3 separate regions of the Sus scrofa genome follow, and regions 2 and 3 are each linked to region 1. A link is a contact called in public HiChIP or PLAC-seq data. All regions are on one chromosome and are shown on one strand. Each heading gives the region's core, a stretch centred on a gene start, on an enhancer-like site or on the middle of the called end of the contact. The rest is flanking DNA. Distances are from core to core; before and after follow the strand shown. Region 1 holds the start of TNFSF13 (TNF superfamily member 13). Region 2 holds the start of TMEM95 (transmembrane protein 95). Region 3 holds the start of NEURL4 (neuralized-like protein 4).

Region 1 (3,501 bases), core at 7-2,506:
CTGTCACATCCGAGTCCTCTGGAGGCGAGGAGTGTGGCAGTCAGAATTTGGGGGCGCACGCAGCCATCTTCTCGTCGTGGGCCCAGGTACCAGCCCCACAGTTCCTAGATCTCGCCCGTCCCCCCAAACCATTACTGAAAACTGCTCACCCTTGGAGGTGATGTTAGTGGGAACGAGATGCAGAACTGAGCGCTTCTCTGAGGAGAGAAGGAGGAGATCTGAGCAGTGCCCACCTCCGCCCCCCGATGCCCGGCTGTCAGTCCTCCACCCTCACGCTGGCTCGGGGTCGCCTTGCCGCTTGATCACCTCCCACCCCTGCTGCACCCCAGAGGCTCACTCTTCTGTTTACGGGTGAGCACGGCTCTCCTTCTCCGGGATCTCTCCCCGTTCTCCCAGGCTTCCGCGCCGCCAGGGCTCTGTTCCTGCAGAGAGGGTCGGGGTTAGGCCAAGATGCCGGGGTCCCGGAAAGCCTTTCCCCCGGCCCTCCCCCTGGCCCAGGAAGGCCTCCCATCTCTCCTGCACCTTTCCCCAGCAACCTGAGTCTTGGTGCTGGCTGTCCTCCAGGATCTGTTAGGTACGAGAAGCATTAATCTTTAACAATTTCCTTTCCTGGAACGGTTGTCCCCTTGACCTCCAAACCCGGGACCCTCTCTCACACCCATTGCAAACGTTGCAAGAGGCCCGGAGACCACCCTGCCAGCCATCCTTCTCTCCCAGCGGCCCTTCTCCCTTCTCCCCTCACTCACCTGCTCCCAGAGGTTCTGCCATGGATCCCCTTCCCCCTTCTCGGAGGGCCCTCCGGTCCTCTGCAGCCGGGTCACCTCTCTCCTTAGGGTTTGCAGCTCTGTTTGTTGGGTCAGCAGAACCATGGCACAAGCCACAGCCCCCAGAGCCGCCCCCCAACTCAACCAGAGGGCAACGGAGCGAGCCGGCTCTCGGATGGGGGCCATGTCTCCCAGGGGCCCTTTAGGGGCTGGCAAGGAAGGAGATGAGGCTGGCATGAGCTGGGGACCCTGCCAACAGCTGTGGGCTCAGGAGTGGGGTGGCAAGGAGGTGACCGGGAGGGTGGGGGTGCAGAAGGGAAGAAGGGCGTTACGCAAGGGAGAAATAAAAAGGAACTTGAGAATGAAAAGGACGGAGGCAGAAAGCAAGCTCAGGGCACTGTTGGTGCTCCTGGCACCCTGCTGCGGGGCCAGTGTTGTCCCGAGACCCTCCGCCAGCCTCAGGAGAATTTAGTGTCAGTTTCTCTAGGAAGCACGGGGCTGCCAGTGACACCCAGGAGGAGCGGCCAGAGCGTAGGAACCCCGGGGCGGCCCCAGAAGTGGGGGAGGGAAGGTTGGTTGGCGGTGGGGCATGGTGCCAGGAGCCAGAACGGAGGGGCAAGCTGGGCAGCGTGGAGGTCAGGGGGTGAGCGTGGAAGACCCTCTGGCCAGGGCCCAGGCGAGATCTCCGGGGCGGTTGCTAAGAGGGACGGCAGGTGGGAAAGGAGGGGAGGGGGTCAGTGAGGAGGAAAACCAGGGTCGCGGAAGCAAGAAGCAACCGGCTGCGTTCTGGGGTTAAGGCCAGGCCGGGTGTGTTGGAATAAGGCCTGCGCTACTCCCTGTGCTGAACTTGGCAAGCAGGACTTCCTGTTTCCCGAGAAATGCTCTTACATAAGGCTCTGGACAAAGAGAGAACGAGCTGGCCCCAAGCACCCTGCTGCTGGACAATTCCTCCCCTGGACGCAGGGGTGCAGCTTCCCGGATTCCTGGGCCCCCGGCGGCCCGCTGACCGACCCCGAGCCCCCGCGCGGGCCTGCTCGAGCGAGCCCCACGTCCCAGCCAGGGCTTGTGCCAGCACCTGCTGCACGTCCGAAGCTGCCAAGAGGAAGGGCCCTGCGCGCAGGGATTCCCCGCGGGAGGAAGCCCGCCTCCTAGGTAAATGAGGCTGCCTCTGCTGGACCTTGGGCAGAGGACTGATTTTTTTCCTGGCACTTTGCCTTTCGCCTCTCTGCCTCCTCTGCTCCCGCCTCGGGCTTGGAGGCACGGAGGTCCCCACTCCCAAGCCTGGGGGTCGCCCCAGAATTCGAGGTGCCCTGTGCCCAGCTCCCCTCCCGCCCCCGCCCGGACCCCCTTCCCATGGCCCTCGGCTAACCCGAGGGTGCGCCCTCAGCCCCAATAAAAAGAGCGGCCGTGGCTTAATCTCTTTAATCTCCACTTCTCAACATTTTGTCACAATAATAATAAAAATAATATCTGTTTTAAAAATCCACAGGGAATGATCAGGGGAGGGGCTCGTCTCGGGCTCTTCCCTCTGACATTCGGAAACTCCCAGCCTCTTCCCGGCCCGGGCTCTCTGGCCTCCGGCCCTTCCTAGTGCCTGAAGACGGCTGTTCGGGACCCATGTCACCCAGAGTGCAGTGTCCTGGGGGCTGCGGCCAGGAGCTACATGGGGGTTTGGGAGCCAGTGAGGGGGGAGAGCCAGAGGTGGGGGGAGTTGTCAGGACCGATGGGACTCTCTGGGTGACATCACGTGAGCGAGCCCAGCCCGGGGAAGCCTACACGGAGGGAGAGGCAGGTCTGGGGAGGAGCAGCCCGGGGTGGGGCGGCTGCTGGGGAGCCCGGGGCCCCTCAGTGAACTTGGAAGAGTCCAAAGTAGGTGAGGAAGGGGGCAGCCTTGAGGTGGGCCCAGGGGAGGGTGCGGATCCGCAGGGAGGACCCCGGCCGCAGGGGCAATAGCCCAGACACCTGGCAGAGACGGAGCTGGGGCCCGAGGGAACTCGCCGCCGTGGCCGAGAACTCCTCCAGGCAGCGCAGGGCCAGCGTGTCGTCCACCAGCAAGTCCAGCTTCAGGTAGACGGCCTTCCCCTCATCAAAGTGCACCTGGGGGGGCGGGGGCGGAGTCCAGGCCTCTGCTTGCCCTTGACCCTGTCTCAGGTTTCCCAAGAGGCCCGGCATCCTTCCCAGCACAAACCTCCCCCTTCCCCACTTTTAACTTGCCCCCCCCACCCCCCCCAGCAACCCTTCTCCCTGTTCCTGCTTCACCCGCGGAGCCAGGTGGGGCTTACCTGACAGTACAGGTAGTACAGCCCTGCCCGGGTGACCAAAAATTGCCCGCTCTGGCGGTCATAGCGCAGTGGGTTGGAGCTGTTGATTTTGGCCTCCTCCCAGCCACTCACCGTCCCGTCTACACCTGAAGGTGGATGTTCAGAGACAGGGGAAAGTCCCTTTACAGAGCTTTCTAATAATCCCCAGGGGCCACTGAATTGATCAACCTTGGGGCCCACCGTACCCGGATGATACACAGATGGCCTAGGACAAGGGAGGGGAGCCACGGCCTAGGGAGCCCAAAGTGTGATAGAAAGTGAGGTGAAAAAATCCAACACATACATGACCAGAAAGATACAGAGCAAATTGTCACCAGCCACTTCTGGGGAGAAGGGTAAGACTGAAGAAGCGTGGGCGCTTTTATAGTTTGTGTCTGCACTGTTTGCTCTTTTGCTTGGAGAAAGTATAGATGCAT
Region 2 (3,685 bases), core at 990-3,489, 150 kb after region 1:
AGCACCCCCTCCATCAAAACAACCAAAAATGTCTCCAGATGTTCCCGAATGTGGCCTTGGTGCAAAATCCCCCCCACTGGGGAACCAGTGTGCTCCGCGAGCGCCCCCCTCCCCCCTGCCCGCCCTCTGCGCCCTCCCCAGCTGCAGATAGAGGCCAGGCAGCGGTGGAGGCCATTTGACAGCAGATTTAGTTGGGCCTGGCAGGAGGGAGGCCTCCGTGGGAGGCCAAGGCTTCACAATGTTAAATGGCAGGGTAGCATGCCAGCAGGCTGACTGATGTGGTCTCACGCTAGGGGAAGGGAGTTTTCCAGAACACTCATTCCCGGATTCCCAATCAGTCACAGGAGGGCCAAGAGAAGCTTCTGGGGCAGACAGCCCCCGCTTTCCGGGAACGGGCAGAAGGGGGTGTGGGAGTGGTGGTGTGCACGGAGGGGATTCTTTCCTTCTGTAGATATTTTCCTGGCACGGGCACTGCCCCTGTGCGATTGGTTGAGGGCTGGAGGCGAGGCACTCTCCAGCTGTGGGTGCCTGGGTCCCTGGAGGCCATCTGAAGCTGGGATCTTGGGAACGTCCGGGTATCAGGGTCTGGAAGACTGAACCGCTGGGGCTGGAACTAAGGGGCTAGATGTTTCTTCCCCACGAGACAAGTGGACTCTGTGGGCACATGTGCCTTAGAACCAGAGGCTAGGGTCTGTCCTCGTCTTCACAGCTCACTTTTTGCTTGGAAGTGTCTGTACCTGAGAGATGAGAGTGTGGGAGCCCTGGGAAGGGAAGGGGAGGGCCGGGGGCGGGGAGGAAGGATGGGGGGGGAGCAAAAGGGATGGGTTGGAGGCGATGAGGCTCTTTCTGACCCTTATCCCCCAACTCACTCCACTGAGAGGCTCAGAAACCCCAGAAGCAGGACGGTTCCCGAGACAGAGAGGAGCAGAATCCTGGCTTCCCAAAGATCGTGACTTCCTGCAGGGAACCCGGGAGGCAGTGCATGATCCTGGGGACCACATGCATTGAAGCTGGGGGAGCCCAAGAGCTCAGAGATCAGGGTGGGGTGCTGCCAGGGGTGGGAGTAAGGACCTGGGAAGCAGCGCTTTCGGGGCCAGCAGTGCACCTCGAAGCCCTCGCAAGTGGAGCAGTTGTACAGGGTGGTGCTGCCCCCTGCAGGAGACAGCGGGACCAGCGCTGGGTGGGGAGGCCTGGGCTCCACCCTTCCAGAGTCCCACACTTCCTCCCTCCTTTGGGGCCCCCCCGCCGCAGGCCCCTTGCCGGAGCTACCCCTTCCCCTTCCTACTCACGACAGGCGGGAGCGCAGAGAGCTGAAATGAGAGGCAAGGAGAGTGGGGGTCGATAAACTCAGCCACACACTCCTTTGCCCGGGTTCCTAGGCACCCCTCGATCCCTCCCTGCATCTGTACCTTCCCTGTTGTACTCCGGAAGCTTGGTCTTTTGAAGCCACCGCCAATATGCAGGGAGTGGGGAGAGAGACCCTTTGATCTCTGGGGAGGCAGGGAGCAGCTATAGTGCCCAGGGCCTCCGCAGGAGCGGTTCCCCCAGCGTCTCCCCATCACAGTCTCCACCTGCCTCCCCAGCCCCCTCCTCCGGGGCCAATCCAGGTCCCTAGGTTGAGCCTTCTCCCTTGACCTCACCCACAACCCTCAGGACTCTGTGGGTCTTCTCCGTGACTTTGTTCATGGACGTGTCATCTGTGGAGATGAGAGGGACGGGGGATTCGCTCAGCAGCCCAGAAGAAACTTCTGGGGCCCTTCCTGACTTTTTCCCAGAGTCCCAGGAAGCTCTCCCAGGGGGAGTGGCCAGTGCGTCCAGAAAAGGCTGTGGACGGAGGAGGAGGTAGCTGTGGCACAGCTGGGAAGCCAGCTGGGTGCTGCCCCCCTTGGGGCACAGGGGTGACTATTGCTGGACCCGTCCCTGGATGTCTGATCTTACCTAAGGCAAAGGCCGGAAAGTTCCAGGAAGCCTCACAGTCCTTCCACTGGGCCTCCATCTGGCTGCAAAGCTGATGCAGGCGGCCGGACAAGCCGTGATCTGGGAGGCGGCAGAAGATGCAGGCCTCGGCAGCCGCCAGGAAAATCCCACCCAGTACCAGCATCCACATGGGGCCCAAGGAGGAGAACCGGAGGGGTGCTGGCCTCACCTAGGCTGGGAAGGCCTTGGAATGCTCTGTGACCCTGGTTACAGCCCTTTGCCTGGAGGTTCTAGAGTGTTCCGGGACAGTTGGAAGTTCTGGAGCATCCCAGAACAATGCCACTGCTCCATCCCTGGCGGGGGTAAACCTGGGGCCCAAGGAACTGGGCACCAGAAGATACCTCTAGTAGGAGATGGGCAGAGAAAGCAGGGCTTCTGCTGTACCCCCAACCTGGCCCTCAGCAGCCTTTACAAGTTCGCGGTTCTAAAAGCAATTTTATTTGTCTTCTTGTAAATCGTGACCAGTGATAAATAGCAAGCGACTCCCCCAGTGAAGAAGTCGTTTGTGAGTATCCCATCCCCCAGGGACCCAGAAATCCCATCCTTTTCCATAGCCTCCCCCACTCTCTCAAACTCCTCTGTTCATCTCTCTGCCCTGGACAGCCTTGGGCCTTCCCCAGCTATCTCCTAGCAACAGGCTCATGGTTGCCCTAGCAACCGAGAGTTCTATACAGGGCTCCAAGGCCCGGCTGAGCCCCAGTGACTTCTCTCACTTCTCAGCAGCAGAGCCTAGTGACTCAAGGCCCGGCAGGCTCCTCCTGCCGACGTGGTGATGTGAGACACATGTGTGCACGCACACCTGTGATTAAACTAATTCTCAGTCTGCTTCCACCCATGGTGCTGGCACACCTGGTGCCAGAACAGTTGCCAGGCAACCCCGAACAAGCCTGCACATGAAGAGCCCGCAGAAAGACCAGCACACAGACACCATCTCCAGCAACACAGATGGGAGCCAGGAGGTGAGGGCCCCACACATCATCTGACCCACTGGCTGGCAGGCACGTACACATGCCTGAAGCGAAGGAAGACAGGCCAGGACCCAAGAACGTGCTCCCGCCTCCCCCCTGGGCAGCCCCACCATCAATATGGGGTCTTTTAAGATGGGAAGGATGCTCCAGCCCCACAGTTAATGGGGATTCTCCTAGCTCCCTTGTGGCCACCTAGGGTGGGGCGTAGCCTTTCTGTCTCCCTCAGTGGTGGCTTGGGACATGGCAAAGGATCTCCCTTCCCGTGTGTCGGAGTGTCCTGGCCTCTCCTTGGTCAGGCCAGGCCAGGCCAGGCCACCAGCTCCAGGAGAAGTCACAGTCTAGGAGACCACATTAAAGCAATCCAAAGACCCTCTTTCCCCAAACCCTGAGGGTCCCTCCACAGGTCTGATAAGCCCAGCCCTGCAAGAGAAGTGTCTCCACCTTTCCAGACCCTGAATACCGAGCTCCAAGCAAGGAAACACTGGAGGTCCCCAGGCTCAGAGGAGAAACAGCCAAGGGAAGCTTCCCTACCCCTCCCAGGATTAGCATCAGTCCAGACCCTCTGGTCTTGTGGGCTCTGGTTTGGGGATTGCTGCCCATATCTGGGCTCCAGTCAGGTGCAGTGGGACTCCTGACTCTCACAGCTCCCCAAGCAGAGCCAGGAAGAGGCCTCAGGAGAGCCTTCATCCCTTTTGGCACCCCCTTCTTTTTCCCCTTCCCCCCCGCCCCGGTCAAACGGA
Region 3 (3,766 bases), core at 1,007-3,506, 170 kb after region 1:
CAGTGCTGAGACTTTCTCCTTGGGGTGAAGGAAGGTCACAAAAAAAGGAGGAGGAGACCTTCTAGGGACCTCCACCTCTGCACAGCCCTCCCTCTTCTTTCTGTCATTCAAAACTTTCTCTTGTCCTGCCTAGTTCCAGAGGTATCGGAGGCTGGGGATGGGGTCAAACCTGAGGATAATCGTACTATGCAGTCAGGGTTTATGCAGTACCTGCCACTCCCTCAAAGGCTAGGAACCTCAGATTGTCCACCCATTTACCCACATCTACTCTCATTTCCAGTTCTTGGGACTCCGCCCCTTCTCTCTGCAGACTCCGCCTGCTCTAGTGTCTGGAATCTCTTCCTCCCTGGCTCCTTACCTCTCTGCCCTGGGGGATTTGTGCATCATGATGGAGCTGCTGTTTTTTAGGATGCTTCGGGGCCGGTCCTCACAGGGTTTGTCGGGGTGCGTGCAAGTTGACCCAGGGCGCGGAATGGATCCTGAGTTGTACATCCCAGGTCCCCCCGACCCCAGGTTGGATGTCCCCGATACACTGGTTCCAGGAAAGGGGGGACTAAACCCGCCAGGGTGTGTACCCGACCCATGGCTGTGGCCCGCGACCTCCCCAGGGTGCTGGTGGAGCCCGGAGTCGAGGACTGCTGTCCCCCCAGGATGCGCGGGGGGCCCAGAACCGTGAACCATGATTACTCCGGGGGGCAGCCCGGCGCCTCCTTCGACTCCTCCGATGCCTCCTAGCGCGTCCCTGGTTGCCCCTCCAGGGGATGCTCCCTTGAGGCTGCCAGCAGCCCCCAGAGATTCCTGCTTCTCCATGGCCCCACTAGGGGGCCACCCTCAGCCACCCCGCCCCGCCTCCCTGCTCCACATAGCCCCGCCCCTAGCCCCGCCCCCACCGCGGCGGGAGCGGGCCCCTTGGGCGGGGCCCAGGCCCCTCCCCCCCGCGCGCCTGGGAGCTGCGGGGGGCGGAGTCAAAACTATCTCGGGACCTCAGGCTGAGAGCTTCGCTACGTGCCCCTCCCTTTCTGTTCCACCCTAAAACCTTTCTTTGTCTCCGGGATTTGTTCCCGCCCTTCTCCCTCATCACCGCCCTCATCCGAATTAACCAATCATAGCCAGGGGTCCTGGTCATGGGGCGAGAAACCTAATTGTGATGTCACAGCCCTCCAACCTTAGCTTGAGCTTTGGGAGAGTTGAGCTGGGGGCTTAAATAGCTTTGGTGGGGAGGGTCTTCAGGAACCGTCAGGGCCACTGCTTTAAACTGCCTGCCGGGATTCCTTTGGACTCTACTCCTGGATTAAAAAAAAAAAAAAAAAAAGAAATCTAAGTTTGGGAGTTCCCCTTGTGGCACAGAGGAAATGAAACCGGCCTAGGATCCATGAGGACACCCGTTCGATCCCTGGCCTCGCTCAGTGGGCTAAGGGTCCGGCATTGCCATGAGCTGTGGTGTAGGTCACAGAGGCGGCTCCGATCCCCTGCTGCTGTGGTTGTGGTGCAGGGCGGCAGCTGCAGCTCTGATTGGACCCGGAGCCTAGTCCGGGAACTTCCATATGCCTCAGGTGCCGGCCCTAAAGAGCAAAAAAATAAAATCTAAGTTTAGTTGGACTGCGTTCAAGATGGGTTCGACTAGAAACACCTGCGAGCCTTTTATCCCTCAAAAGCCGGCCCGCTCTGCCGCTCACAAGAGTTGTGATACAAAGCGGAGGAACCGCGACACTGTCGGGAGACACATCCGGTCTCAGGGCGTGGATAGCAAGAGATTTTTTATTATAAAGCCACTGGTTGCCCTGGTCTGATTCCTCAGCCCCGGGTCACACAACTTCGTAGCTACGGCGTGAAGGAAAGACACCTCCTCTGGCCATAAAACGAATACTTCAAGGTGTTGGCTGCCTCGACGAAGGCGGGGTCGTCGGTGCCGCTGTCGCAAAGCTGAACGTGTTTGGGCTCCACCCCCCCGTCGTAAAGTTGCCTGGGGCAGTCGTTTCTCCCACTGTCGCAAAGCCCCCTGCCGGTCTTCACCCGTCTCGGAGCGACTCCGTCACCTCGCCCGTGCCGTAAAGCAAACCTGCCCGACCCCGTCGTCCTTTCTGCTCCCACCGTGGTAGTCCTTAGTTCCCCAGCCCGGGATGCTTCATTGCCCGGCAGTGCCGTAAAGCATATCTGGCCCCAGCCCCCGGTCCTATTCCCTCAGGGTGTCTGTGCACAGCGGTTGCCACGGTGCCGCCAAGCGCGGCTGTCGCGCGGCCCCGGTGTCAGCGGCGATGGCGGCGGGGTCGGGTGGGAGTGGGGGCTCTGGGGGAGGCCCCGGGCCGGGGCCGGGTGGGGGTGGGGGCCCCGGCGGGAGCGGCTCAGGACCGGGGTCTGCCGGGGAGCTGCACCCGCGCACCGGGCGCTTGGTGAGCCTGTCGGCCTGTGGGCGTACAGCGCGGCGGCAGCAGCCGGGCCAGGAGTTTAACCACGGGCTGGTGTTGAGCCGGGAACCCTTGCGCGATGGACGCGTCTTCACGGTCCGCATCGACCGCAAGGTGCGGAGCAGGGGCCGCGGAACCGAGATATGGAGGGTGATGGGAGGGGACCAGAGGGAGATGAGGGAGGGCAGTCTTGGTAGCCCACATCGCCGGGTACCGAGAGGGAACCGACGGGCAGGACACCAGGTGATGGCAGGAAGGGAGCATGAAGCAGAATCATGTCTCAAGGAGAAGCAGACAAGGAAAGCTTGAATTCCCTCAAGATCCTGGAGCAGGGAAGGGACACGGGCCCCCCTCACTATAGCAACTAGGGAACAGACCTCCTGAAAAATTTGTGGGAGACGGAGGAGGGAGAGATGTCAGAGATGTAGGTAGCAAGGAAAGAACATCCACTGAAGGACAGACTCACCAATTGGGCCAGAAAGATGGTTGAGGACACTCAGGGAGAAGGAGGTGTGTGTGCATGTGTCTGATGTGGTGAAGGGCCAGGCGCACAGAGGCAGATTTGGGAAGAGAGGGAATTTGAGTGCAACCAGAGCCTCGGAGAGAATTAGGTCGGGAGGGAGAGCGTTATACACGAGAGCAAGGAGTGTGGGCATGGAGAGCTATGATTTGGTAGTTGAGAGGCCACAGAGACCAGGGAAGTTAGAGGGAGCAGCAGGCGGGAGCCAGGGTATTTAGCTGGCATGGTGGGGAAAGGCATGATGTCCTAGAGGACAGAGCAGAGTTGCTAGGGGACAGTGGGTTGAACAGTCCCCTGAGACCAGAGTCCAGAAAATTATTTGTGGGACTGGATCTCTGGGTGGTGATGCCTGTTGTCCTAAGAGAGAAAAGCCGGTTAGCTTGGCTGAGAGGTGGAGGGGGGCACAGTGGTCTGTGAAGTGTGGTTTCCTAGTGGTGGGAGACACCCATTCCTGGCCCATCCTGAGCCTCTGTCCACCACCCCATCACAGGTCAACTCCTGGAGTGGCTCCATTGAGATTGGGGTGACGGCACTGGACCCCAGTGTGCTGGACTTCCCAAGCAGCGCCACGGGGCTGAAGGGGGGCTCGTGGGTAGTGTCAGGCTGCTCGGTGCTGAGGGATGGACGTTCTGTGCTGGAGGAGTATGGGCAGGACCTGGACCAGCTTGGCGAAGGGGACCGTGTGGGCGTGGAGCGCACGGTTGCCGGGGAGCTGCGGCTCTGGGTGAACGGGCGGGATTGCGGTGTGGCCGCCACGGGCCTGCCCGCTCGTGTCTGGGCCGTCGTGGATCTTTACGGCAAGTGCACCCAGATCACCGTGCTTCCCCCTGAACCAGGCTTC

What was found. HiChIP or PLAC-seq counts read pairs in DNA pulled down with a chosen protein or histone mark.
Region 2: an H3K27ac HiChIP or PLAC-seq map of alveolar macrophages shows a contact between it and region 1. The contact joins the promoter of TMEM95 here to the promoter of TNFSF13 in region 1. A contact is called at or near these places in 1 of 5 promoter capture datasets (fetal skeletal muscle), 11 of 47 Hi-C or Micro-C datasets (blood, embryonic fibroblasts, epiblast stem cells and 7 more) and 2 of 2 datasets of contacts at active chromatin or transcription factors (alveolar macrophages and skeletal muscle).
Region 3: a contact with region 1 is called in an H3K27ac HiChIP or PLAC-seq map of alveolar macrophages. The contact joins the promoter of NEURL4 here to the promoter of TNFSF13 in region 1. A contact is called at or near these places in 1 of 5 promoter capture datasets (liver), 1 of 47 Hi-C or Micro-C datasets (skeletal muscle) and 2 of 2 datasets of contacts at active chromatin or transcription factors (alveolar macrophages and skeletal muscle).

The regions. Positions count from the first base shown.
Region 1 is chr12:52,851,998-52,855,498 of Sscrofa11.1, reverse strand. TNFSF13 (TNF superfamily member 13) reads right to left here and starts at 1,256. Exons shown (of 6, transcript NM_001112690.1): 1 at 747-1,256; 2 at 338-422; 3 at 150-197; 4 at 1-18. The coding sequence starts at 1,001. TNFSF12 (TNF superfamily member 12) reads right to left here. Exons shown (of 7, transcript NM_001112691.1): 6 at 3,047-3,171; 7 at 2,172-2,861. The coding sequence ends at 2,610.
Region 2 is chr12:52,699,673-52,703,357 of Sscrofa11.1, reverse strand. It overlaps TMEM95 (transmembrane protein 95), which reads right to left and starts at 2,239. Exons shown (of 5, transcript XM_021067820.1): 1 at 1,939-2,239; 2 at 1,641-1,697; 3 at 1,410-1,490; 4 at 1,290-1,310; 5 at 1-1,152. The coding sequence starts at 2,107. The coding sequence ends at 866. It overlaps KCTD11 (BTB/POZ domain-containing protein KCTD11), which reads right to left. Exons shown (of 1, transcript XM_003358250.5): 1 at 2,393-3,685.
Region 3 is chr12:52,678,648-52,682,413 of Sscrofa11.1, reverse strand. It overlaps NEURL4 (neuralized-like protein 4), which reads left to right and starts at 2,256. Exons shown (of 30, transcript XM_021067813.1): 1 at 2,256-2,519; 2 at 3,416-3,766. The coding sequence starts at 2,256.